Linked DNA regions of Rattus norvegicus: region 1 is linked to region 2. The links are chromatin contacts, called in public Hi-C maps. All regions are on one chromosome and are shown on one strand. The core of a region is the stretch at or near the end of the contact, and the rest is flanking DNA. Distances in the headings are between cores, read along the strand shown. Region 1 holds the start of Pim1 (Pim-1 proto-oncogene, serine/threonine kinase). Region 2 holds the start of LOC108349043 (a long non-coding RNA gene).

Evidence for each region. A called contact is a pair of places that touch in the nucleus more often than the background predicts.
Region 1: a Hi-C map of liver shows a contact between it and region 2, with 2.1 times the contacts expected there. The contact joins the promoter of Pim1 here to the enhancer-like site in region 2. A contact is called at or near these places in 3 of 12 Hi-C or Micro-C datasets (frontal cortex, liver and mammary epithelial cells).

Annotation. Positions count from the first base shown.
Region 1 is chr20:7,552,285-7,558,122 of GRCr8, reverse strand. It overlaps Pim1 (Pim-1 proto-oncogene, serine/threonine kinase), which reads right to left and starts at 1,627. Exons shown (of 6, transcript NM_017034.1): 1 at 1,543-1,627; 2 at 1,343-1,449; 3 at 1,197-1,247; 4 at 731-1,097. The coding sequence starts at 1,624.
Region 2 is chr20:7,500,260-7,506,127 of GRCr8, reverse strand. LOC108349043 (a long non-coding RNA gene) reads right to left here and starts at 5,188. Exons shown (of 2, transcript XR_010061023.1): 1 at 2,494-5,188; 2 at 1,104-1,892. It overlaps LOC134483869 (a long non-coding RNA gene), which reads left to right. Exons shown (of 2, transcript XR_010061024.1): 2 at 1-2,531. It overlaps LOC102547357 (a long non-coding RNA gene), which reads left to right and starts at 5,149. Exons shown (of 3, transcript XR_362054.5): 1 at 5,149-5,868. Within about 2 kb of position 1,642, at least 22 of the 93 cell types and tissues checked have an H3K27ac peak or open chromatin away from gene starts, as enhancers often do. A contact at or near this core is called in liver, where this site is marked.

The DNA.
Region 1 (5,838 bases), core at 378-2,877, 52 kb before region 2:
GTTGGGGTGAGCCGCTCAGATCATGACCCACCCTCGTGCTTTGATCTACTATTCCCTCCCCTCCTTTTCTGAAAGAACGCGATCCAAGCCCCTCCCTAGGATAGATAGGTTTTCAGCCTCCCTGAGGAGACACCCAACTAATTTTCAAACCAGCAACAGATCTAATTTCACAACATTCGTCCCAGGCCTCGTCACCCCACAATACCCCCGAGTGGAGTGAACCGCGGCTCTTAGTCCTTTGCCCTCAAAAACAAAACAAAACAAAACCCGGCAGTTCTACGAACTACCTTAAAACTCCCACACAAAAACAAAACTACAAACAAACAAAAAGAACCCGGCACTAAAGTCTCCCGCCACCACCGGCTCCACCTCCTACTGGCGAGAAAAGTGGGTCATACTTTAGAAATCTGGGCTACAGCCGGATTGCCCACGACCTCTTATTCACGGGGAAAGCATGGAATTTACTAAATTCCTACCAAAAAGAAAAACAAGCAAACAGCAGCAGCAGCAACAACAACAAAAAAACCAATCACGCCAGAAATGCTTGTTGCAGGTTTTCAACCAGCTTGAAATCCCCGGCTGTGCTATGCCGGGAAGCTCGCCTCTGCCCCACCCCTGCCAGCTCTGAGCCAGGCGGCCCAATGACCTTTACAAAGGGCCGGAGCCGAGGCCGCCGGAGGCTTCCAAGCCGGCACCTTGGGCAGAGCTCCCTCCCCGGGGCCTGGCTCACCGTCAAAGTCCGTGTAGACTGTGTCCTTGAGCAGCGCCCCCGACCCGAAGTCGATGAGTTTGAGTTCGCCGCGGTTCAGGTCGATTAAGATGTTCTCGTCCTTGATGTCGCGGTGGAGAACCCCGCAGTTGTGGCAATGCCGCACGGCCTCCAGCACCTGCCAGAAGAAGCTCCGGGCCAGCTCCTCCTGGAGGGCTCCTCGCTCGGTGATGAAGTCGAAGAGGTCTTGCACGGGTTCGGGCCTCTCCAGGATCAGCACGAAACTATCGGGCCTCTCGAACCAGTCCAGAAGTCTAATGACGCCCGAGAAGCCCGAGCTCACCTTCTTCAGCAGGACCACTTCCATGGGCACTCGGGTGCCGTTGGGCTGCAAGGGTGAGTGAGGGCGAGGGTTAGCGCGCCGGTTCCGGCACGCCCGTCACCACCCACCCACCCGGGCGAGGGTCTCGGGCTCTGGCTCACTCACCAGTTCCCCCCAGTCGGAAATCCGGTCCTTCTCCACGTGCTTGATGGCCACCTGGAGGAAAAGACAGACCCCCCGAGTCTCCATCAGACCCTCCAGCTCAAAGCATCCCTCCGCGCGCCCTCCCCAAGGCGGGGTTGCCCACTCACCGGCAAGTTGTCGGCGACGCGGATGCCCGAGTAGACCGAGCCGAAGCCACCGCTGCCCAACAGCGGGCCCACCTGGTACTGCGACTCCAGGGGCTCCTTCTCTTTGCCTGGGAGAGAGGCACGGGACACTAAGCGCGCGCGGCCCACGCGGGGGTCCCCCCCAACGACCCGCGCGCCCGGGGTGGGGTGGGGACACTCACCCGGCGCCAGCTTGTTGGCGTGCAGGTCGTTGCAAGGCGCTGCGCGCAGGTGGGCCAGGGAGTTGATCTTGGACAGGAGCATCCCCACCTCCAGGGTGTCGGTGCGGCGCCGGTGCCGGGACGAGCAGCAGCGGCGGCGGAGCGAGCTGGGGCTGAGCCGACGGCCCGGACTCAGACTGCGGGTGGTGTTGCGGCTCGGGCTGCGGCTGGCGCGCAAGGCCGAGGGCGAGTCGGAGGACGACTGAGGGCGCTGGCGGGGCTGGCGGCAGGAGGGCTCGCCGGCCGGGTCAGGCAGTGCGGAAGGCGGCGGGGCGAGAGGCGCCGCGGGACCCAGGGCTGCTGCTGACTGTGACTGCTGCTGCTGCTGCTGCTGCTGCTGCTGCTGCTGCTGCTGCTGCTGCTACTGCTGATCCCGCCGCCGGCGCTGCCGACTCCCCTCCAGCCTCCTCCGCCGCCACGGCCGCTGCTGCAGACGCCCGGCTCGCCCCGCCGCCAGGAGTAAAGGGGCGGAGCGCGCCGCTGGGGAGGGCGCGCGCGGCGGGCGGGGACGGGGCGGGGCCTCTCCGGGAGGCCGAGGTGGGGAGCCGGGCTGGCGCGGCGGCGGAGGGCGGAGAGGGGGCGGGGAGGCGGCGGGACCAGGGCCGCTCCCCTCCGCTCCGCCCCCTCGCAGCTACACCCCTCGGCCTCGGCCCCGCCCCCGGGCGAGGCTGCAGCCAACCATAAGCGGCCTGATCTGCATAAGGCGTTGCGGGCCCCGCCCGGGCCCCGCCCCGCGCCTCGCGGTCAGAATGGTCGCTAACGCCGCCACGACGTGGCGGGAAGGAAAAGGCGCCAAAACGGAGGGGGAGGGGCGCTGGGCGTGCAGGGAGGCGGGGAGCTGGGTGGCGCGCGCGGCCGGGGGAGGAAGGATGGGGAGGGGCGTATCGATTCAAACCCAAACAATAACAAAGCCATCAAAGGCCGCCCGAGGCCAGCTCCGCCGGCTCTGCGTTTCCCGGAGATTTGGGGTGTGGTGGGGGGTCGAGGGTTGGAGCTGGAGCGTAGCAAGTTGTGAGGAATGGAAGGGCGTTGGTGTGGCCGGCGCGGAGGCCATGAGCAGGGGGACCGCGTGTGTGTGGATGCCGACCAGGGTGGTCCTCTGGTGTGACTCAGCCGGGAGACCTCCAAGGCTGCTGGGGTGGGTTGACGATGCACTGTGGGCTAGATCCCGGGGGTGGCGATTGTGTTTCGGGGGGCGAAGGGCTGTGCAAGACGTGAGTCACCGGCGTTTGCACACCGAGGGAGTCACAGGCCTGCGAGGGGAGTTGGGGGGGGGGGAACCTGGGCTGCGAGGAGCGGGTGACAAAAGATTCTCAATTTAGAAAACGAAAAAGAAAATCATAAGATACCAGAAGGTTCTGATCCCCTCAGAAAGGATCCGGGTCCGAGCGCCTGGGAGAGAGAAAATCACGACACAAATGTTAGCTCTCTCCTGCCAGATGCTGCCTCAGCCCCTTCCGAGAGGGCGGGAGGAGCAGGAAAATTCCTGATCGCGGGCGAGGGTGGGAGGGTGCCGCTGGGTTTAATCAGAGGTTGCTCCTGTAGTCACCTTCTTTCTCATCAGCTTGGTATTAGCAGTCAGGCGATACCAGCTATTCTTGGCCCGGGACCGGAGCCTTGTCTCAAAGGAAAGGCCCCACGTGCACGTGGAAATACCGCGTCTTTTGTCCTTTTAAACTTCAGGGAGAGTTGATAACGACGTGTGAAATTGGGAGACTCTCATTCTGTGTAACCTATACACTGAGATGCTAGTGGCAGGGAGTCATTGAAAGCCAGCTACACCCCATTTTCGTTATTTTTGCTTTTTTTTGGGAGGGGGGCGGTCCGAGAGATCTTGAAAGGAGCAGACTGTCGAGCCTGTTACAAAGCCTGTTACAGATGTAGTCATTAACGTGTTTAAAGGCTTCCTTTACAAGTTTTCCGTGGTGCTTATAAAGATACCCAGAGACTCCGTAACAAAACATTACATATTTCCCTTTTGTTTTTGTTCTGTGGCCCAGCTCATTCATTTCTGATGACGAAAGGAGAAAAACCCAGGGGAACAAGAGTTACTTCCTTTTTTGCAGATAGGAAAATGAATCGTAAGTGGGATGACACAGGGTCATACGACAGGCTGGGGAATGACCCAAATTCTGCTCCTGAGGGTTCAGAGCTTTCCTTTAAACTCCTGTGACACTGGCATTGAACAGGGCATCAGAAAACAGGTATGCCTAGAATTGGGCCCAGCATTCTGGTCCAGGCCAGCCTTGTCTACATAGAGAAAAATCTGTCTATAAATAAATTACTTTAAAAACACCAGTGTACCTCCAGTCCCATCAGGTCCTCAGCTCTGTCTAAACAAGACTATTTCCACTTGTTTTCAATCTCCCAGCACATTCCGGGCTTTGTGACTCTGAAAACCAAGTCCACCTGTCCAAAGGGCCCTGTCCTCTTCTCGGAATGTGTTTGATGTTGGGAAATAAATCCAGAGTCCTACACGTGCACCCTGCCCCTGAGCTACGCGCCAGGCGCCAGACCTCTCTCCTCTTATCCAGAGCCCTGCGTTCTGAACGAGGAACACGTCGTATTTGCACATTGTTGCTGGACAAACTCCCAAGTCTTCATTCACTGTCCCTCCTCCACCCATCTGACAGTCATGTGGGGTTATTACAAAGGAAAAAAAAATCTTTCTGGTCAGAGGATGCTGTTTAGTGGGTAGAGTATTTGCTTGCCAGACATAAAATCCTGGGTTCGATTCCCAGCAATACGTGAATGGTACCTTGGGCATTGCCCCTGATCCCAGGACAAAGGAGGCAGAGGCAGAAGGATCAAAAGTTCAAAGTCAGTCGGAGACGCAAAAGATCTTGTCTTCAAACAACAAAAAACTACCTGTACATACACTATCTCTTCATTTATTTATCCCACCTACCCACTTCGTTTTCCTTTTCCTAATTAATATACAATCTCACCGCGCATTCCAAAGACGGGACAGTTCTCAAATTCGTGGGTCTCTTGGCTTCCTGCCTTCCCACTTGCCTACACGGCAAGCGGGACCAGCTTCTATCCAACAGTTACTGATGGAAGAGAGTATGACCCAAGGTAAGGATCACGCTTAAAATCAATTCGTGTGAACCTGGTAGAGTGGGTCATACTTGTAATTCCGGTACTCGGAAGTACTAAGACAGGAGGATTGCCGGGCTGAGCTGAGTAGTGAAGTCAGACGGTGGCGTAACTGAGACCCTGTCTCAAAAAGAAAAGTGTTGGGGTTGGGGATTTAGCTCAGTGGTAGAGTGCTTGCCTAGCAAGCTCAAGGCCCTGGGTTCGGTCCCCAGCTCCAAAAAAAAAGAAAAGAAAAAAAAAGAAAAGTGTTATGGCCGAGAATGTATGTGGCCCAGTGATCAAGTAGTCATCTTGCAACCCTGGGGTTCATGCCCCCAACAGGGAAAACAAACCAACAAAAGACAAACAGAAAACCCAGGATATTTATGTGGGCTTGGGAAAAAATAAGGTCAAAGGTGAGGAAAGAGTAAAGCAAGAGATCCCACTGAGGAAACTTTCGATTCATAGAACTACTGGGTGGTTATGAAAGCGGCCAAGTTACTTAGCCTTTCTTCCTAAGGTGCAGATAGCTTCACCTACCTCCTCGCTGGGAGAAGCAAAGCCTGCGTGCCTAACCTCAGACCCAGCACAAAGCCACTCCTAGCTATGACACTGTAACAGTGGCCATGGTGATGGCCATTATGATGGCCAGCACCTTGCAAAGAGAGCGTTGGCCTGTCCTTTTATTGCAATCCCACTGCACAGGGCAGGGAGGGATGGGTGCACATCGAAGTGGGCGTGTGGAGGTCAGAGGACAGTTCTCGGGAGCTGATGCTGGAAGGTTCTTATACCTGGAAGGGTCCAAAGGTAAACATGCTGGGTAAGGAAACTGAGAGGTGCGAAAAGGTGCTGCCAAGCAGAGTTTGATCCCCAGGAACCATAAATCCCCAAGTGGTCCCGACTCTCTCTCTCTCCTCTCCTTCTCTCTTGTTCCCTCATTCTCCCACCCCATTCTCTCATTCTCTTTCTCTCAATCAATCAATCAATCAATGGGGGTGAAGAGATGGTGGCTCAGCTGTTACTAGTCCTTACTGCTCTTGCAGAGGACCTGAGTTCAGTTCCCAGAACCCAAGTCTAGTGACTCACAAACCCCTGTAACTCCAGCTCCCGTGGGATTGATCCTATGTCCTGTTCTGGACCCTTCAGTCACCTGCCCTCTCGTGAACCTGTACACATACA
Region 2 (5,868 bases), core at 393-2,892:
CTACACCCCCACGCCAGATTTTAACGTCTTGAGGGCCATTCATTCATTCATTCATCGGTCCATGAGGTCATCTCCGAGTACCAACTTTATGTGAGGACATAGAGACGGCCGTGATGGGGTCCCCAATGTCACTAAGGATAATGATGCCTAAGTGCTGAAATGATGAAGCACCACACACTGGGTGGGTGTGATTTCTCCACCTCAGACTGGGAACGCCGGGACTGTACCAGCAAAATAGCCTCCCACAGCCTCGGAACTGGTGGGTGTGAGTAAGGGCTGGGCTTAGAACCCAGTAGCCTGGCAACTGGCACCCGAGTGCCCCTTGGAGACCTGCCATCCTGTCTGTGGCATTTGAGTGACTCAACTCTGGCAGTTCTAACAGAGGCAATTTCTCTCTGGGCGTGGGTAGGAGGCCTCAGATGGGCTGCTCTGTTTATGCCTTTTTGTACCTGGCCATTCTAGAGCAGAGGTGAGGAAGCCCAGGAGACCAGAACAGGGTTGTGGTTACCATACGGGTAACTTCGGCTGTCCTTTCTGGACACTGTTAGCCCCCACCTCTTTCCCATTTCTAGAATAGACTCAATTTACGGCCAGACTTGTCGTTTTGTTTGACTGGGTAGGTATCTGACAGCTCAGTCTGATCTTGAACTCACTACGTAAGGAGAGATGACCTTGAACTTGTAGATCTTCTTGCTTTTAACTCTGTTAGTGCTAGGATCGCAAGCGCACGAGACCGTCCTGACTTCTGTGGCGTTGGGGGATGCAACCAAGAGCTTCTCGGACGCTAAGCACGCTCTACAAACTGAGTCTGCTCATCAGTCTGGATTTGCTTGGTTTTGCATTTTTTCCCTGAAGCTTCTAGTCGAGCTTCTGTCCGATTGGTGAACACACCTCGAATCGCTCAGCCGGTTTCTGCATTCTAGGTTCGATTAGCTCAAAAAAAAAAAAAAAAAAAAAAAGTGCTTTCTAATTGTACTGCTTTCTCCCATGCTGAAGTCGGAAGGAATCCCCTTCCCGCCCAGGTCCTAGACAAACTAAATATTAGCTAAGGACTCTGAGTAACCTTGAGATCGGTTGACTGCAGATGCTGGGTGTGAGGAAGCTTCTTGTTGTTTTAAGGTTTATTTTTATCTTATATTTATCAGTGTTCCCCCCCCCCCCCCGCATGGATATCCGTGTGCCATGTGGGTTCCTGTTTCATTCTGAGATCAGAAGAAGACATTAGATCCCCTGGAACTGGAGTCACACGTAGGTGGTTGCAAGCCGCCCCTACAGGTGCTGCAGACAGAGCCTAAGTTGTCTGCAGAAGCAGCCGCTGCTCTTAATCGTTGAGCTAGACGTGAAGAGAGCCTAAGGTGATTCTGCAATTCTATCTCTTTAAGACCCAGGGCTCTTAGGCACAAGTCAGCCTGCAGGATCTTTAGAGGTTCCAGGGAGGGAGAGGGGGTGGTGGTGGTATTTGAACTGAAAGTGCTGACAATCAGCAAAAGACCTCATCCCTTTCTGCTGGCCTCAGTGGCTCTGCCCCTGTCCCGCCTGCACCCCCCTCCATTTATTTATTGCAATGCTGTTCCCAGACCCGCTGCTGTGTCAATACTGATAAAAGCGGTCGTCCTACAAACAGGTGCAGCTGGGAACTGCCCCTTGGACAGCTGCCAGGGTAATGTGATCACTCAGCTGGGGTGACCTGCCTCTGCCCAGCCTCCGCTTGGGTTCCAGTCAAGGCAAGTGTCCTTGGGCGGTTCCTGTGCTCTGAAGGTCCAGCCTGGCATCGTGGACTTGTTCGGGCGGGGCGTGTGTGCGTCTGCTGGAATGGGGTGGGTGTGCACCCGAAGGAGCGAGGGTTCCAAGGATTCTCTTTCAGTTTCTTCAAATTAGATAGGCCAGCTCCCCTGCAAGCATTTGACAATTTTTTTTCTCCAAAACATCACCAGCAGGTATTTCTAGGTAGGATATATACATTTAAATATATATTTCTATATATATTTAATATCTATATATTATATATAAGTATATATATAAATGGGGCTATGACCAATACCAGAATATATTCTATGCATGTACAAAAATGTCATGATGAAATCTACGATTATCCATGGTTAATATATACCACTTAGAGTTTTTAAAAAAAAAAGCTCTTCAAGAAAAAAAAAATTAGTAAATTCTAACAGTAAAAGACAAGCGAACAAGTCAGTATTGGGCCAGTTCCAATTCCAGCACTTAGGAGGTAGAAGTAGGTGGATTTCTCTGAGTTCGAGGCCAGCCTGGTCTACAGAGCAGCCAGCAAGGGCTACATAACAAACTGTCTCAAAAATAATAATAATAAAAAATCAGTGTTTTGTCCCCCCCCCCCAAACCACCCTTTCCAAATTCGTACCAATGACCTGGCCCAAAAGGCATTTTCTGAGTACCAACCAGGGCCACGCTCCCGGATTACCTAAATAAACATTTGTGATCCACCCTCCCTTATCCACAACGCTTTGGGATGCCTACCAGACTCTGGTTTGAAAGATTATAGTTCATCGCCCCTCCCCCATTTGTGTTTTGTGCCCCCCCCCGCCCCCCAGCATCACTTCCCCTGGTCTCCAGGGTACCAAGCCTCTCCGGAAATACACTGGCTGGGCGGGTAGCCGCTGCTCCCAGAGGACGCAGGCTGTGACAGGGCTGCGGGAGCTGAGCCGCGGGGCGGGCCAGGCCGAGGACAGGGGCGGGCGCCCCGGCTGTCGCATGTCGCAGAGTTGCTCGTGGGAGGGAGGAGGTTGCTATGCAAATGGTACGGCCTACGGAGGCCCCTTTACCCAGGGGCCCTCTGGTTGCCAAAACAGACCATTCCCCGAGAACAGTCGCCTGGAAACGGGCGCTGTCATAGCAGCCTCGGGGTAACGGTGAGCCAGCCTGCTGCCAGGAGGTGCTGGGTCACGATGTGCAGAATTCAGCATCGCCCTCTCCCTTCCCACCAGTCTCCACCTCGGGGAAGGGCGTGGCAGCTCGGCCTCCACCAGAGAGGAGGGGGCAATAATTGGATTGGAGAGCTCCAGAAACCCATCAGCTGCTCCTCTCTGGGGACTGGGAGGCAGGAGGCTGCAGACTGTCTTTGTGATGGGTCTCAGCCCCTTTCTGCCCTGCAGCCGGGCCCTGACCTGGTGTGGCTGAGCCTTGTCGGTCTTCCTAGGTCTAGGACAGCAGTGTGAGCTCCCCGTAGGCCAGGGAAGGCAGACATTCATCAGATAATCAACAGAATGGAATTGGGCTGTGATGGAAAATGTGCATGACACCGAGATCTGACCCGGGTTTGAGGGGCTGGGAAGACAGGTGGCCTGTGGTCACCAGTCGATGCTTATTTACTTCATTCTTTCAAAACCTTGTCCGTCTACCTTATAATTTATGTTTACGTGTGAGTGTCTGGGCCAGGGTGTGTGTATGGATGTATACATGTGAGTGCAGGCCTGTCTCAGGTGTGTCAGAGATTCCCAGGAGCGCTGGAGTAACCGACAGTTGTGAGAGGCTGGGAATTGAACTGGGGTCCTCCACAGGAGCAGGGAGCTTGCTTTCCAACTGTCCCACCTCTTTAGTCGCTAGGGTTTTTTAGGTTTTGTTTTTGTTTGGCTTGGTTTGATGCAGGGTACTTCTACACGGCCTTGACTGGCCTGGAACTTGCTCTGTAGCCCAGGCTGATCTCAAACCCACAGAGATCCACTTGCCTCTGCCTAGAGGTGTGCACCTCCACCATAGCTGGCTTACATTAACATTTTTTTGGTTCCTCTGTGTGGGCATCAGATCCCCTAAAGCTGGTGTTAAAGGTAGAGTTTATAAGGCACCTCATGTGGGTGCTAGGAGCTAAACTCTGATGCCTTGCGGTAGCAGAAAGCGCTCTTAACTGCTAATCCGTCTCTCCAGCCCCACCATACACCCTCAACTCCTTCCCACAGCGCCACGGAAGGAAGGGCAGGTGTGGCGGCTCAGGGCTCTGATTCCAGCAGGACGTAGGAGGATGAAGAGTTCAAGGTCATCCTTAGCTACAAAGTGGGTTTGAGGTCAGCCTGGCCTATATGAGACTCTGTTGCGATAATTAGGCCATTCCGTGTTCGAGGAGGAGTAAGCCAAGCCACAGTTTAGGTGACATTTGTTGCCTCTTATGAGCAACCAGAACCCTTTGATCAACTTTCTTGTGTGTGGGGTTTTCTGACGTCGTAAATCCCACTTCCCCAAAGTAAAGGACAGATTATTTACTTTCCCAGAAACCCTTGCAGCTAAACCATAGGCATGAGACCTAGGGTCCACCCGTAGAGGCACGCACTGAAGTTTTTGATCTGGAAAAGGGCAACGGGGGGGGGGGGGGGTTGGGGATTTAGCTCAGTGGTAGAGCGCTTACCTAGGAAGCGCAAGGCCCTGGGTTCGGTCCCCAGCTCCGGAAAAAAAGAACCAAAAAAAAAAAAAAAAAAAAAGGAAAAGGGCAACGGAACAGAAAGGTACCCCGAGGAAAGAACTTTGGGAGCGTGGGCCTCCAAAACAGCACGAAGGCTGTCAAGTCCCTGGGCTGTCAATCCAGTTGCATCCCAGCTGGGGCAAGAGAGCTAAGGCAGGTTACAGGTAAGTCATGTAGACCAGTCTAGCCTTGAACTCAGAGGTAAGCCAGCGTCTGTCTCCCGAGTGCTGGGATCTGGAGAGATGGCTCAGTGGTTAAGAGTACTGATTGCTCTTCCAGAGGTTCTGAGTTCAAATCCCAGCAACCACATGGTGGCTCACAACCATCTGTAATATACATTAGATAAATAAAAATTTTAAAAAAAGTTTTAAATGTTTGCGTGTGTCTCTGCACACGCATGCAGTTGCCCTCAAAGGCGAGAAGAGGGCAGAGAAGAGGGCATCAGGTTCCCCAGAGCCGCAGTTACAAGCAGTTGTAGGTGATGGAACTGGATTTGGATCCCACACAAGGGACCCTACTATTGAAGCATTTCTCCAGCCCCAGAACATGTGTGTTTCTTTTCCTTCCTTTTTTTTCTCAGTGCCGAGGATCTGAACGCAGGGCCTCGCGCTTGTAGAGTGGGCGCTTTACCAACTGGACCATTTCTTCAGCTGCCTCGGTTCTTTTTCCTTCTCACTGAGACAGGAAGATTGGCAGTTCAAGGACAGCTTTCGCTACATAGGGAGAGCCCAGTCCAGTCTGGACCATACAAGACACTGTCTCAAAAATAAAAATAAAAATAAATTAAAAATAATAATAATAATAATAAAAAGATGACCTCTGAGGGTCAGGTGCAGGGTTGCTTGAGTGAGGTCATCCAGGGACGTGCAAGCCAGCTCTAAACACTGCAAACCCTTACTCAGCTGTACTCCAGCAGCAGTAAGCTCTAACAACCCCCATCCGACTTGTCTTCAGAATCCGATGCTGGCCATCACCCTCCAAGGCATGCCCTCGGCTCATCATGCCTTGTGACATTGTTCTGTTACCCAACAATCCCATTATACCTTGAGCAAGCATGACACATGTACTGTGACTCATCTATTGTTCTGCCCTCCCTCAGCTCTGGCCTCCGTGGCACTGACTGTCCCTCGGCTGGCATGTGTCAGAGTCTTGTTCTATGGCGATTTGTCATAGGTCATGTTCTTATCTTCTATTGCCCGGCGGAGTGGAGGATCTCAGAGTTTGTAACCTCTGCAGGCTGGACTTCTCACGGCCTTCCGGGGAGACTGGCTTTTGTTTATGGATGAGAAGCAAATGCTTTAAAGGTTTTTGTTTTTAACTTTGTGCTTATGTGTGTGTCTGGGTGTCAGTATGCGCGTGTGAGTTCAAGCGCCCACAGAGGGCGTCAGACTTCCTGGAGCAGGAGCTGGCAGGTGGCTATGAATGCGGATGTGGCTGCTGGG